Regions from separate parts of the Mus musculus genome. Here region 1 is linked to region 2. Evidence: chromatin contacts called from public HiChIP or PLAC-seq data. All regions are on one chromosome and are shown on one strand. Each heading gives the region's core, a stretch centred on a gene start, on an enhancer-like site or on the middle of the called end of the contact. The rest is flanking DNA. Distances are from core to core; before and after follow the strand shown. Region 1 has its middle 35 kb from the start of Gm34745. Region 2 has its middle 31 kb from the start of Gm34523.

What was found. HiChIP or PLAC-seq counts read pairs in DNA pulled down with a chosen protein or histone mark.
Region 1: an H3K4me3 HiChIP or PLAC-seq map of embryonic forebrain shows a contact between it and region 2, with 7 times the contacts expected there. The contact joins two enhancer-like sites. A contact is called at or near these places in 3 of 484 Hi-C or Micro-C datasets (cerebral cortex, cortical neurons and neural progenitor cells) and 3 of 115 datasets of contacts at active chromatin or transcription factors (astrocytes, embryonic basal ganglia and embryonic forebrain).

Annotation. Positions count from the first base shown.
Region 1 is chr12:51,189,287-51,194,300 of GRCm38.p6, reverse strand. No RefSeq gene overlaps it. Among named protein-coding and RNA genes, the nearest start is that of Gm34745, 35 kb to the right of the region's middle. Within about 2 kb of position 3,365, at least 6 of the 459 cell types and tissues checked have an H3K27ac peak or open chromatin away from gene starts, as enhancers often do. A contact at or near this core is called in cortical neurons, embryonic basal ganglia and embryonic forebrain, where this site is marked.
Region 2 is chr12:50,188,978-50,193,581 of GRCm38.p6, reverse strand. No RefSeq gene overlaps it. Among named protein-coding and RNA genes, the nearest start is that of Gm34523, 31 kb to the left of the region's middle. Within about 2 kb of position 1,666, at least 12 of the 459 cell types and tissues checked have an H3K27ac peak or open chromatin away from gene starts, as enhancers often do. A contact at or near this core is called in cortical neurons, embryonic basal ganglia and embryonic forebrain, where this site is marked.

The DNA of each region.
Region 1 (5,014 bases), core at 2,116-4,615, 1.0 Mb before region 2:
GTGAGGGTGCTGTGGTTTAGTGGCTTCAGGGGCTAGTGGCTCTGGAGAGGAGTTTATGCCTCATCTTCAGACTTTCAGTCTCATGAACTACCAAGGGCCTAACATCTCTGCAATGGCTGGCACAGTCAACTTTTAAAGACTCCATATATGAGGGAAACCACTCAAAGAAAAGCACATACCTTTCTGTGTCTACCTGGATCGCAGGATGACACAATACCTTATACATTTATTGTTATGCCAATTAAAAATAAGATGGGGCTGGAGAGGTAGGTGGTTTATTTGCTATACAAACATGAATGTCTGAGTTTGAATTCTCACCACCAACATAAAAGCCAGACATGGTAACACTTGTGTGTAGCCTCAGCACTGGGGAGAGGAGTCCAGCAGATGCTGGGGCCTTGCTGGCCACCCAGTTTAGCTAAAATGCCAGGCTCCAGGTTCAGTGAGAGACTCTGCTTAAAAGAAACAAGAGAAGAAAATATCAACAGATGGAGAACAACAGAGGAGGATGCCCAACATCCATCTCTAACCTTCACATCCACATACAAAGGCACATGTGCATGTATATACATGTGTATTACAGAAACACACACACAATATATGCTTAAGATGCACATTAGATACATTCTGAAGGAGACAGGGTCACATGTCATGGAGTGACTTACATGGCTACTTCCCTAGCTTTGCAGATGTACTAATAAAATTGAATAGAGGTTAGAAAGGATTAGAGAAACTAGTGTCAGACTTTTTGCAACCAGATCTTATCTTTGCACCTGGCTGGCTGTTTGACCTCACCTCTCTAATGCTTGATTTCCTTGTATGATTGCTGAGCAGATTCTGAGGTAGCACATAAAACAGTGCTTGTATAGAAAGGAAGGGCTTCATGTCTATATCTTCTACAATGTGAACTAATACAAGTGCCTAGACACAACTCTAGAGGTGAGTAGTGGCTCTGCTAGTTTAATAATCTGCTATGTGAGAGCCTGAGCTTTCAAGTCATCTTGCGGGGAACTTGAGAGATAATAGCACGTGGTTTCACAGTCATGCAGACAGGGGTTGGAGGCACTCATGCTAGAGACACATCACTTAAACTCTATCATCCTCTTTTATAGTAAGCTTCACTTCAGAGAGTCTTGTGCAGTTCCAACAATCTTGACATTTGGGACAGTGTCCAATAATGAGAAGAGAATTTTTTATCCACAAGCACTGTTGAGCTTGTCAGGGCCATTGTGTGCATCATAGGATGCCCAGGAGCCTCCATCCAATCAGATGCTGAAAGCATCATCCAAACTGAGCATAGCTCCAAGTATTTCCAAATGTCTTCTGGGGAAGAGGAAACTTTGACCTTGGCCAAGAGTCAATGCTATCCTAAGGAAGAAGGGAGACAGAGAAACAGCAATACAGACATTTGCCTTTCCTCCATGACAAAGCCAGCCTGAAGTAAGATACAAGAGGAAAGGAACAGCAGACGTAAAAGGAAGGAACACTGAGCCTCCTTTCTTCTGGATCCTCGGAATCTTTGTGTCTGATCTGCACTCTTATCTTTCCACCAGCTTTTTCTTTTTCTTAAATCTTTTGAATCCATTACCCCTATTAAAAGCAAGCCTACAAATAAGATCTATCTTTCCCCTCCATGTTAGTTAATAGCAAGTTGCAGAAGTGAATTTGCAGCCAAGTTTTAAAACAAGCAAGGAATCCATGGCTGTATATTAAAATTTCATCTGGTTTTGTTTGGTCTTGCTTGCCCTGACTGGTACAGCTACCATCTATGTGGTAATTTATGGCCCAGGTAGCCTTTATGGTTATAGACATTTAAACAAAGACGATGAGATTTTGTATTAAGGTGGCAGAAAACTTTAAAATGATGTGACTCACATGTTGAGCAAATATTGACTTAAAGTTTACCATGTTCCAAACACACTTGCAGAGGCTTGAAATGTACCAGGGACTAAAACAGGCAGAGCTTCCCTCCGCAAAAGAGACTAGCTCATTGACTTTTGAGTCTAGTGACATCCAGTAGCAATGCTGTGTCTGTAGACCTCGAAGTCCTTGTCATTTCTTTCCCCATTCATTCTCTTTCCAATTTTCTCTCTTCTTCAGACTTCTTGCTCCTAATATGCCAGCCCATAGAACAGAAACTCAAGAGAGAGTTGGCTACAACTTTCTGCACACACTCCCTCATTTTCTTTGTTGCTTTAAGATTCTCAAGACGAAAAAGCATTATCCCGCCTTGATAAAAAATCGAATGCTTCCTTGCTCCTAGGTGACAAGCGTTCTCTTTACACTCCAGGCTCTGGGTGTGAACCATACAACCATATCTTTCCCCTTCCCACATTTGTTACACAACCCCAAGTCTCTTAAATGTCCTCCATTTTAGTACTCCATGGCCACGTGCAAAAACTTAGAGCAACACACAGCCTTGATTAGCAAGCCCAGCTCAGGGAATAGAATTTTAGATGTGTTGACACACTGGTCTCCAGGAAAAGCACACACTCTATGTTCTTAGAACAGTACATTATCTCTGATTCAAATCTCACCCATTTCTCCATATCTTGGATATCAAATGTAAGAGAGGACTTGAAAAAGAAAAAGATAATTATGTAATAGGACTGCCATTACTTGTTTGTGAGAACAGGGCCTGGGGATTCCTCACTGGCATGCAAAGTGATTATGAACTATGGTTGAGAAGAAGCTGAAGGAGACATATTTGGATGCCAGGGGTGGAAGGAGACGAGGAACAACACAGGTGTTTAATTTTATTCTGTTTTGCAGTTTCTGGGTTTTCATTTTGCCATTTATTTTCTGACAATATTTATTTATCATAGTCTCTAACCTAACATGGGTAAAATTTTCCCATTTTGAACTCCTACAGAAAGCCTCCACTCACAGTGCCTCTGGCACACTAAATGTGAAGGGCTGCTAGCTGAGTTGGGGAAAACTTATAACACTAAATATATGATATAACATTAAATATAGCTCTGTAAGTCAGTTAGAAAACGTCATTTGTTCTTATATTGTGACCGTCTAGTAATTAAGCCTTGTTGTCATTCAAAAAATCATTGAACTTGGTCTATGGATGGGTAAGGTGTGGGGTTGTAGTATTTTTGGCAAATTTTAATTAAGGGAAAGCACGTTTAGACAGTCAATAAATGTGGGAAATGTGAATCTTTCTGAGCTGTTTTCAGACGTGACTCATCTAGTCTTTCTTCTGTTTTTAAGAAGTCAGGCTTCACTAGCTCTTAGCAGAGATGCTAAGTGGTCCAGGCACATGATAGACCATTGTGAGTAGAGAGGGGATAAAGGGTTGTGCCCCCTGTGGGGAGGGGGCAAGTCAGATTTTCAAGCTAAACAGAAATTTGCTGCAGTAATTACCCTTTATCATTAATGACAGGCAATTGCCATAGCAACTGGCTGCCACCTGTCTCTCACATACCAGCTCTATCTGCTCTGAAGCAAAACAAGAGATACTACAAAGTCAATTGTGGAACCACAAGCCTGAAGAATGAAGAAAAAGCTATGTTGATATTAATAACTTAGCTAGAGGCATGCACGGTTCATTGCAAAGTATTAAACAACAACAAAACAGAACCTGGTATGTTAAAAAAAAATGAACAGAGCCAAAGTGAGGGAGGGCCATGGTGAGAGAAAGAGGTTTAGAGTTGGAGAGCACGGTTTGAATCTAAGCTTCTCTGCCGATGGGTTGAGTGGCTCTGGGTAAATGATGTAAACTTGCATAAGCATCAAAGGGTCAAACTCAGAGACTTTTCGGGAGAATTCCAATGAGATAATAATGTCTGTAAAGCAGTCATCCCTAGCTGAGCTCGCTGTCAGTGGCAGCTGTAGCACATGCCAAGGGCGGTGCATGCTGATGCTGACAGCACATAGGATCACTGCTCAGGGGATCCAGGCCCCTCTAAGCTCTCCCCTGCACTTTGTATGTATGTAGGCACAGGCACAGAGTCATCAGACAGCTTGAGTCTATCATCTTGCCGTTCTCCACAGTAGCAATGCATTCTCAGTATCACAGTTCAGCAGGTCATTTAGTCTTCTTAATGACACGATACAGACAAACCTCAGTGACAGCTAAAATTAGTTTTCCTTTGAGTCTCTTTGATTATGTCTCTAACCCTTTGAGCACTCCTTTTACCCCCTAAGTCCTGGTATTGTACAGGGGCCAATTAGAGATGTTAACCATCCTACCCACAGTACCAGCATTCTTTGGCATTGGGGTGGTGAAGATGTACTAATTTTGACCCATCTGCTAAAGAAAGTCCCTAATAACTTGACCATATATGTATGCATGTATACACACACACACACACACACACACACACACACACACACACACATACACACACACATTTATATGTTAATAAGAGCACTAAAGCTGGGTTAACATTGAACCACATTGTCAGTGTGCAGTTTAAAATTCATATACATTTCTCCAAAGTTAATCATTGTCTGATTTCCCTCTAGTCATAGTCAGCCTAGGCCCACATGCCCCTTGGCACGCCCTTTCTGCTGACCAGCACATTTGAGTCTTTTAGTCTGTCTTCTCTTAGCTTGTGGATCTCCGGCTTTCTGTCTAACTTTAGTATTTAGGGGTTCGGGCCTCATCCTCATTCTTTGAATGCTGTGGCAGCCCACTAGCTGGTCTCTGTTATTTGTGCGCTATACTTCCTCAGCACGACTTTATAGGATGCTAACGTAATCACGTTGCAGTCCTTAAAAAGGAATGTTCAGTGCATATTCTAACTATGCTGGTAAGCCTCCACCATCTACTTCTGTTCCTCTTCCAGTCACATGGGCCATTGCTGTGGCTTTCCCTGGGGGATACCAGCCCACATCATGCCAGTCCATTCTTGACTTTGCTCAGGCTTGCTTCTAGCAAAGTACCTTCGTGGTTTTTTTTTTTTTTTTTTGTCTGTTTCGAGACAGGGTTTCTCTGTGTAGCCCTGGCTGTCTTGGAACTCACTTTGTAGACCAGGCTGGCCTCGAACTCAGAAATCCGCCT
Region 2 (4,604 bases), core at 417-2,916:
AAGCATGCACTCCCTCGGAGACACAAAGCCCTCGCTTATTATAGAAATACACTTCCAATCTGCACTTTGATCCTCAAGATTTATTTAAATAAAACAAGTTTCCATGCTGTACCATCTACCCTGAAAACAGTTTTAAAAGTTCTATTATTAAAAAGGACTAGATCTACTAACCAAACAAGCTTCATTTCATTCATTTTTATCACAAATGAATGAAAACAGAGTCTACTGAAAAAGAAAGAAGGTGACTCTCTTCTGAATTAAGGTGAGCCAAGAATGAAATTAGGTCCAAAAGAGCTAACTGAGAGTAGAGAATCTGTTCTTTTTTGTCCTGAGTGTTCCTGTTTACCAAGACTTCAGCAAGGAAGGTCTAGCATGAAGGTTACACATATGGTATATAATCAGATACAGTGAGTAATATTGAGAGGGAGAGTTGGAGAGAGGGAGAGAAGAGAGGGAGAGAGGAGGGAGAGAGGGAGGAGAGAGGGAGAGAGGGAGAGAGGGAGAGAGGGAGGAGAGAGGGAGAGAGGGAGGAGAGAGGACCAGTTCTGCTATCTGATGCATGCTTCCAAGTACGGTTTCTCAAAGTGCTTCAGTGTAGGACCAGTAAATACTCATTGAATTTTTTACCCCATAGAGGGTCTATTTTTGTACTGAAAGTCAAGTGAACTCACCAATTATTTGTGGTTCATTTTGAAGAAGAAAATAAAAGCAGAGCCAAGTCCAACAAGGCCATTCCCTGTGTAGCGGAGGCAGGGCTTTCATATAGTTTCTCATTGTGTGAGTATTTTTTTTTTTTTTCAGAGTACACAGATCTTAAATAGCGTAGCTAGAGAGTTGATATGGTTTGGATTTCAGATGATAAACAGTACCAAACGGTGTCATATTAAAATGTAAAAACTATGTATGCGTGCCACAGCCTCTGCCTGCTCTGAGTTCGTTTGTACGAATGTTTTTCTGACTTCTAAATCACACGTTTACTGAAATGAGCTCTGCTAGATATCAGTTTGCGCACAGGCACAATGTGTCTCAGGCAGATTCATAAAACAGATAGCTGAACTCTACTTTGACTTCTGACATCAACAATCTGACTTCAATATTTCTCCACAAAAAGAGACTCCCGACTCTCTGCTGTTGCACTGTGATGGATAGCTTTGCTGCTGACAGCGCTGAGCATAATGAACATATTCATCAGCATGAGGGGCTGTGCGTCCCACATCTTAAGTTTTTCAGCTAGTGGCTTTGAAATGCCACCCAGAAACACCTGCGCCTTTGCCTCATCGCTGCAGAACTGCAAAGCCACTGTGAAGAAATATTATTGTAAAGTTGTCTGTATATCAGCATTTCTGTTCTAAACAACCTTTTAATTGCCTAGCCTCTAATTTATCTTTGCCTGGAAACACTTGTAGACACATATTTTAATTTAAGCTGCTCTGTTTGACTCCTCTGATCATCTGGGCTTTTATTGTCACTGCCTCACAATAATCTAATGTCATATATAATGGCATCAAATTGGGGAAAGCCCTAGAAGCTGCCAATCCAAAATGATCTGAATGTTCTCTCATATTCGTTTAGATGGGCTTGATTTGTTTGTGCCAACATTATTCATTACATTCTGTGTCTAACTAGGCCAGTGTTCTCTTGCATACTCTATTCCTTTCAGCATACACTTGGGGTTTCTTAATCAGTTCGTCTCCTGTGCTATATAGTCCTCAGAATGGTTGCAAGCCATGCATTGTCACCAAATGATAGAATACAAGTGCCCTGACGGTGCTTACCACACTCCGTGCAAACATTTTACCATACTGTTCCTTAACTTTGGTCTTATAAAACAAACCTTGTTTTGTTTGCAGCTAGAAGACGAGAGTTGTGCCACATGCACAATTGAACATTTGCTGGAGAATTACATGTGGTACTATCACAGAGAGCTAACTTCTATTAATGAGAACTTACTGGGGAGGCTACTCCAAAGATGATCATATATGTCTTCCTGGGAGGAGAAGAGTTTTATTTTATAGCTAATTAAAAGTTTCTAAAGATGCTGTGGATTTTTTTGTGCAAATTAAAATTAATTAGAGTTATTAAGGAGCCATGAAAAGAAAGATTTGAGAAATAGTGAGAAATATTATTTAAACCCTAATGGAATTCAGTGAAACCCACAGGTCTATTACAGGCCTCTGATTTGCCAGGATCACTGCAGGGAATCTAACATTAATAAGCACACTGGTAATTAAATCATTTGTTACTTTGTCTGTAATGTTGTAATGTTTCACTGATACTCTGTCAGAGCTCTTTGTGCAGATCAGAGCTAATCAAAGGTAATCAATTTTCAGCATTTGAGAAATCTGTAAATGATTATACATTCATCAGATCATTTAGTGGAGTGCAAGGAAAGTGCAATGCAATTAATCTTCCTGCATGAGGAGGAATTACCACCACAGAATTCAACAGTTATAATTAATTTCATTGTCTTGCTGTGAATTTTGATTGCTTTTCTTTGGACTGTATAGTACAAATGATGATTCATTGCAAAGTATTTGCAAAGCAAACACACCAGTGTGCTATGCAAATTAAAGAAGCTGTATAACAGATAGGTTTCAAGCTTCCTATTTACTTATGGTGGTTGAGTACTAATTTGCCAAATAATAATTGCTTGTTAACTTTACACACTCTTCCCTTGAACATCAAGATTGGTAACCAACGTAAACAGAAAGCACGTGCTATTTTGTATTTTATGGTATGTATGCAAAATGCTACTTAGTGCTTAAACTTGTTCCTTTTACTAAATAAGCATAAAGATGCTTATTTACCTCTGAAATCATTTGCTATTTATTTTAGTTATACAAAATAGATATAAGAAACATATTATGCATGTAAATTTGCTTTCATGTATGCTTGTCTTTTATTATTGCCAATATAAACCTTTAGGAGATTTTCACTCCAAATATCTGATAATTTAAATTTATTTACTATCTAAAGTGTCAATTATTTAAATATTATTTTGGAACCTGATCCAGTGTTATCAGTTCTATCATTTAAAGATTTCCTGCACAATACCTTTCAGTGTGCCAATATTCTGTTCCCTTCAGACTACGCTTTTGGAAACAAAAAACTGATTAAGAAATGACCTAAAGTATAGTCTCACATTTTATGATTTACTCCTCAGCAATATGGTTTCCAAATATAAATAAAGGTCACAGTTAAATGAAAAAGAGGCATAAGTGTAACATTAAATGTTTGCCGAGATGACCCTAGTTTCTGCAATAATTAAAATGTAGTGCACACTTTCCTCTCCTGTAAACAGCTCTGTGAAATCCAAGTCAGACTAGGGCTCCTATTAAGGCTGTTTAAGTATTAAAACAAACTCCCATTCTCTCCACATGTTAGGATCCAAGAACACAAAGAAGACCTCATTTTAACATTTCTAACTATAGTATGTATTATGTATTTTGGTCTCAATTGAAAACTAACATTAAATGTTGTATTTGTCTTAAATACATTCTGTGCAGGATGTGGTGAGGCCTTTGTTGAATTCACATTGAAGAAAAAGTGGCTTTCCCATATGTCAGTGTTTTAACCCATAAATTAGCTTAAATTAGTTCACTCACCTGCTGGAACCAGAAAATGTTACTACCAGATTTAACTGTTCAAGAAAATTCAAACACACAACAACAACAAAACTCAAATAGGTTATCTAGGTGAACATATATTGAAATGCATAAAATTAAGTCGAGGCATCTCCATTTAAAAATCTATGGTAAGGTAAACAATACTACACAAGAGATAGAGATACCGTAAGGTGTAAAAGCGAATTCCTCTGTTATTTATTTATTTTTCTGTAAGAATCATTCTGTCTGGAAATCTAAACACACATTCAAATAATACATGATGACCAAATCATTATTTTGTTGTCAAAATCAACAGCATCACTCTGGGAAAGCATTTCACAGCTTCAGTTCTGTCAAAGGCTTTTAAATATTGTGTCTAAGGTAGAGAGGCAATGAGTGCCTCAGTCAAGATATGGATAAAGAAAAATAGTAAGCAAGAGAAAACCTGTAAAGTTATATGCAATCCTTTTTAAATTTAAATATACACAAAGGATCTATTTTTCATAGGAGATCTTTCTTTTGAATTCATTCACAATGCTTCACTTTTGTGTTTGCTAACATCTTTTTAAAATGTTTCACTTTTGCTAGGATCATAATAGTTTACTTGTGGATGGTTCAAGTAGCCTGATATGTTAAATATGGTTTGATTAATTTTCAGTTATTTAGACTGGTAAATTCAGAAAATTCACTTAAAAATAAGTTTTTTTTTCAGTTGACATAACTCATTAACTTGTAAAGGTGAAGTCAGCATATTTTACTACATTTGATCATATATATTTAAGATATTTGCCTTGTCCCCTGAAATGTCTACTCATTGAGTTAAAGGGGAAATAGAGAAACAAACATGAAACACCAAAGGTGCAAGAAACCCCAAAAGGATTATGTTTTTAATGCTTTGAATCCTGAGACAATGCCCAAGGCTCACTCATACAATGATGACAAAATAGGATTTGCAGGATTTTTACTTTATTGGAAATGTACTATGTACGAGCACATAGT